Regions from separate parts of the Mus musculus genome. Here region 1 is linked to region 2. The links are chromatin contacts, called in public ChIA-PET maps. All regions are on one chromosome and are shown on one strand. The core of a region is the stretch at or near the end of the contact, and the rest is flanking DNA. Distances in the headings are between cores, read along the strand shown. Region 1 holds the start of Iqgap1 (IQ motif containing GTPase activating protein 1). Region 2 holds the start of Ngrn (neugrin, neurite outgrowth associated).

What was found. ChIA-PET counts read pairs in DNA pulled down with a chosen protein or histone mark.
Region 1: a contact with region 2 is called in an RNA polymerase II ChIA-PET map of memory CD8 T cells, with 32 read pairs. The contact joins the promoter of Iqgap1 here to the promoter of Ngrn in region 2. A contact is called at or near these places in 5 of 39 promoter capture datasets (the C10 cell line, hippocampal neurons, liver and 1 more), 1 of 484 Hi-C or Micro-C datasets (Th1 cells), 2 of 115 datasets of contacts at active chromatin or transcription factors (astrocytes and memory CD8 T cells) and 1 of 9 other capture datasets (liver).

What each region holds. Positions count from the first base shown.
Region 1 is chr7:80,801,916-80,804,615 of GRCm38.p6, reverse strand. It overlaps Iqgap1 (IQ motif containing GTPase activating protein 1), which reads left to right and starts at 1,285. Exons shown (of 38, transcript NM_016721.2): 1 at 1,285-1,475. The coding sequence starts at 1,421.
Region 2 is chr7:80,259,773-80,262,472 of GRCm38.p6, reverse strand. Ngrn (neugrin, neurite outgrowth associated) reads right to left here and starts at 1,258. Exons shown (of 3, transcript NM_031375.4): 1 at 1,050-1,258; 2 at 542-652. The coding sequence starts at 1,213. Ttll13 (tubulin tyrosine ligase-like family, member 13) reads right to left here. Exons shown (of 15, transcript NM_177765.3): 15 at 1,652-2,144. The coding sequence ends at 1,948.

The DNA.
Region 1 (2,700 bases), core at 36-2,535, 540 kb before region 2:
CCACCTGGCATGGGAAAGTACACAAACTGCACTGTGAAGGGAGTAACAGGAAAAATTACATCTATGACAAGAACTCGGAAGCTGGGTGTGGTGGCACATGCTTTTAGTTCTAGCAATCAGGAGGAAGAGACAGGTGGATCTTCAAGGGTAGCCTTGCCTATTTAGTGGGCTCCAGGACAGCCAGAACTACATAGTGAGACTTGTCCCCCTTCCCAAAGAACTCCGTACTTTGGAAAGAGCATGCTGGCAATCATGATGATCTGGTTGGCACAAGTGAGAATAGAGATTATGATGATCAAAAAAGTGTTATCACAGGTGGGGACAGAAACAAAACTAGATGCTTCAGAAATAGAGGTGAGTCGAGGAACCTGGGGTGTGTGTGTGACTGGTGATGGAACACTTCCAGAGAGTGGGGCAGGAACAGGATCAACGTTTGACAGGTTTTAGTGTCTGTGAGAGGTCCAAAAATGCACGTTAGATAGTTTGGAACTACTGAGGGGCTTCTAGATGGTCTGGATTGTAAGTAGAAGCCATCAACTGTTTATGGTGAGGGTAAGAGTCCTGAGAATGGGACTTTTACTTTATTATTATTATTATTATTATTATTATTATTATTATTATTAGAGCCAGTGATTCACTCCAATCCAGGCTGGTTCAGAATAGAATTCGGTTGAATACTGGCACTTTAAAAGATCACAAGGGTAAAGAGACGAGGCATCCTTATTAATAGGGTCAAGATAACCCCCCTAAGATCTTGCAGATTGTAAAGAGCTGATAAACAGCTCTTCCGCGTGAGCATCGTCATCCCCCAGTTTAAGAGATTGAGCAGTTCTATTCTTTAGCACTGTTGGGGAGAACAGAGGTCAGATTGACAGAATGTAGCAGAGAGTAGGAGTGGGAGTCTTTCCTGACAGTGGGTCCTACTTGCTTCCAATAATCACACTCTGGGCCACTTGCAACGGCTCCTTGAAGGAGCCGCGGTGCAGAGGGGGTTAACTCAGTTGTCAGGAGAAGGCAGGCGCCTAAAAACATTTGGATTTCAAGCTGTAGACATTGGCGGCCTTTTAGTCAGAGCCGCAGATAGGGCGACAGCGGAGGAGTGTCGGGACAACGGACCAAGCCGGCCTAGGGACTCGCTACAGCACCCCGCCTCCTCGCTTCCGCAAGTGGAGAGCGAAGAGGGCAGGGGCGGGTCCTGTAATACTGACCACGCCCCTTCCGCTCGCTCCGGGGAGCGCAGCTGGGCGTGGACTCAAGGGCGGGGTCTGCGGGGCGGGACCTGCAGGGTGGGGCCGATGGCGCGGGGCGGGGCTCTGAGGACAGCGACAGCCCGCGCACTGGGCAGGAGTTACTGCTGCTACGGTCGCCCGCGTCTTCAAGGTCTCTGCGCTTCCTCACCGGAGACCTGGACTCGGCCGCCATGTCCGCCGCGGAGGAGGTTGATGGCCTGGGTGTGGTCCGGCCGCACTATGGCTGTGAGTGCCGAGGGCTTGGGGGTGCGCGGGCGAGGGACCAAGCTCGGGTTTTCCCAGGGGCTCAGCCGGGCGGGTGCGCCGGGTGGCTTGGGACCGCACGGACCCGGAAGAGCAGCTGGCTGTATGGCTGGTAGCAAGGTTGGCGCCCGAGCCTTCTCGAGCTCCGGAGGCGGCGGGTAGAAACCTGGAGGCCTCTGCCTTCGCTAGGCGCTGCGGCAGGGGAGCCCCACCCAGCTCCTCCACCGGTTAGTTCTACTGAGATTGGGGAAGACGGCCTAGGGTGAGGTGGCAGGAGAACTGACTGTGCAGGGCGTGTCCTGGGCACTGGACCCAGGGGTTCTGCTCGGGCGTGGTGGGAAGGTGCTGCCCGGATTGCTGCCTGCGAGGGTGACCCAGGGCGCAGACCCGCGCAGCCTCAGGCTAGCTGCGAGGTGCAGTTTTAGGCAAGCAGCTTATGCTTTCTCCTGCTGGGTTCTTTCTTTAGCATTTCAAAAGTAAAATTAAAACATAAACACACCCAAACCGGCTCCCCCCACTTCCTCATTTTCTGTGACTATCCCTGCAACCTTAGTAAACTAACCAGCTGTACGTGGGATAGTAGTTACAAGAGGATCCCTTTGAGTCCCAGGTTTAGATTTTATGTTTTGGGAAAAGTACTTTCTTAAAGGATACTTTAACACATCCAGTTATGCATTGGATAGTGTTATAATGTGTGCTACGTTTGTGAAATTAGGGATGAAAAAGATCAAACAGTGCCTTCAAAACCTGTCCGAGAAAGAGACAGGTGTACAGAGATTGATAATTAGATGAGGGGTTGGGAATTTAGCCCAGTGGTAGAGTGCTTGCTTAGCAAGTGCAAGTCCTCAGCTCCAAGAAAAAAACCAATAAGGTGCAATAAAGATAAACGATGCATGAACTAACTCTAACTGGGTATAAAGAGTAATGGGGGTGAAGAGAAGGGACTTAACAAGGCCATGGGAAGGTAGGTGCTGACTTTTAAACAGAGGCTTGGAGGATGCAGTGTGGGGCAGGGTGAGCAAGACATGACTTTGAGAGGGCAGACACAAACTAAATATGGTATTGGAGAACATAGGGTTACTGTACGTGGAAAACCGAGGGCATCGAAGTGCAGAGGTGGAATTGAAAGGGAGAGGAGAAAAGTAAAAAGGATTTCCCGAAGTAGCCCAGGCTAGAGTGAGAATAGCTCTGATTGCCTTCCCAAGGA
Region 2 (2,700 bases), core at 9-2,508:
AAAATTCGTTTCAGACGCCTTTCAAGTAAGAGTAGTGACTCATACACAGTGTAATCCCTGAACTTGGGAGGCAGAGTCAGAATTGCCCCAAGAATTCCAGGCTAACCTGGTCTACAGAGCGGTCTTGTCAATAAATAAACAAATACATAAATAAAATAAAAATCCAGGAGCGTTGGTACATACTTTTAATCTCAATTACAAAACTCAGATGGCAGAGGCAGGAAGACAAGAGTTCAAAGCTATCCTTGTCTACAGTGTCCTGGAGGTCAGCTGGCTACATGAGGTTGCCTCAAAAGAAGAGCTTTCCAAACTTCAATCAACTGTCCATAATGTACCTACCAAGCTAGGTATGTCCTTAGGAGGTGATGACCTCAGTGGACCATAAGCAAGTCCCTGTGCTGATCCCAGCATCGCAAAACAAACAAAATTCTGGACAGGTTTAGGAAGTTCCTTATTATGACGCTTTCTATTTTAAAGGCAATAATACTAAATACTTAAAATCCCCCAAAAGGTAAATCCCATTTTGTAAGCAACGTCTCACCGGATCTGCTCCATGGCTTCCCACGTCAGTGTTCTGGGTGGTGCACCTGGAGCCTCCATTTGCCTTCGTATTTTCTGGAATCGCATTGCTTTTTTCTGACGTTTCAAAGCGCTGGGGGAAAGAACCAATGGCAAAAGCCGAGCTTGGAAGCAAGACTAGTGTTTCAAAAAGCATCCAACTAAATCTTGGAGAGCTCAGCCCTCTCGTCTGACCGCATGTCTGCCAGGTTAAAGCACTCTGGGTGCACTGCCCCCAGAAACCTAACACCTACAGCACCTGAACGTAAGCATGCCGAACTCTCTAACGGGTGATGAAACACGTCACTAAGCAACGGGACCTAGGGTGTCAAGGGAGCTGATCACTTGCCCCTGTGCCCTAGACAACGGATGAGAAGAAACTAGAGCCTGTGCAGACGCGGCTGCCGGACGCCCGGAGCTGGGGGGGGGCGCATGGAACGCCGGGGCGCGAAGCCTAACTCCAGGCTGAGGGCTCGCCACGAAGCAGGTACCTCTCCACCTCCTGGAGCTCCCGCTCCTCCGGCTCCCAGTCGGAATCGGGGTCCGGCTCGCAGCTGACAGAACCCGGGCCCGCCATGACCTGGGACGCGAACCCACAGCGAGCGAGAGAGGTGCGGACACGACCGCCCAAAAAGAGGCTCAGAGAGAGCGCCATTGCGACGCGAGGTGGTATCTACAGCTCGCGACCGGAAAGCACCGGAAGTGGGAGGGCGAACCCGGAAGCAGAAAGGAATAACCGGAAGTTAGACGGTATCCTACGCTTTTCGTTTCCTGGGTGGGCGGGGGCTGTCCTTGTATTGTCCAGTTACCCACCCTTTCCTGCTGATTTTGGTTTTGTGGTGCTGGGGAGCCAAGCTAGGGCCTTGTACATGCTAGGCAAGCTACTGCCACTGAGCTATCTCCCTAGCCATTAAAAAGGAAAAAATGTTTGAAACGGTCTAAATTGTCCTAGCCTTAAATTCATCATCTTGTCTCAACTTCCTAAGTAATTGGAACTACAGGCCTTAGTCACCAGGCTGGGCTGGGCGTCCCTGCTGTAACTATGAGAAGAGCTTGCCTCAGACGGGAGGATCGAAAGGAGGTACAGCACGCGCCTGGAAAACGACATAAACTTTAATAAAAAGACGGGTTCAGTTGCCCAGAGCCGCCCCTCTGGCACAGGCTGCCCAGGCCTGCCTGATTCTGCCACTGTGGCAGGAAGGGCGTACCCTCAGCAATCTTCTGATGGCGACTACACCGTAGTCGCTTTTGACTCCTCCGGGAAAGGAATTCCTTGTTGCCCAGTGACCTCCAGCCCCAAGCCATACCCAGGGTTCAGACCCATCGCTTAGGGATAAACTCAGCCTAAGGCTTGGTGAGCAGCGATGCATACAAGCTGGCCTTAGCTCTTCATCTTTTAGTCTTTACCGATCCCCAAAGAATCTTAGAATGTTGAAGAACTCTTGGTGTCTCCGTGTTTTTTGCCTTTTGCAAACAAAGGTCCTGGCCAGAGCTTTTCAATCTGGAACTTGTTGGCAGTCTTTCAATTAGCAAAGATTGAAGACCATTTGCTGTTTTGGTTGAGTGCTGGGCTTTCCTTCTTTTACCTGTGTTGGATGATGTTGAGGAGTGGGCTGGAATGCTGCAGTACTGGTGCAGAGGCAGGGCATAGGGGAAGATCCCCAGCCTTGCTTCCTCTGTGTTCAGAGTTTACCATGGAGGGCAAGGTGCAGCATTCAGTCCATGAGCCATTTTCCTGTCTTTTGGGCTGCAGAAGATAGCCCTGCCTTGGGGTTAGAGTGGGTGGCACTGATCCTGACAGGGCTCTGTTTATGGCTTCTAGCCTTCTGCTGGCTTGGCCTTCTGCAGTAGAGACATGGACCCCCACTAAGTTGTAGTACCCACAAAAGAGATGTTCTCACCTCTTTCCCATCTGTGCTCCAGTAACACACAAGACTGGCATCCCATGCTTCCCTCTAGCATCTCTACCACACTGGATCTTAATTAGCCTGTTTACATGTCCATTTCCCTGTTAACCTTGGTTGAGGGCTGGAATTGGTCTGTCATCTCTATCACCAGGGTCACTAGATAGAAGCAAGTAAATAAACGGGTCCACTGCCTTCCCCCCATGCCTATACTACCAGGAATGCCACTTTGTATCCT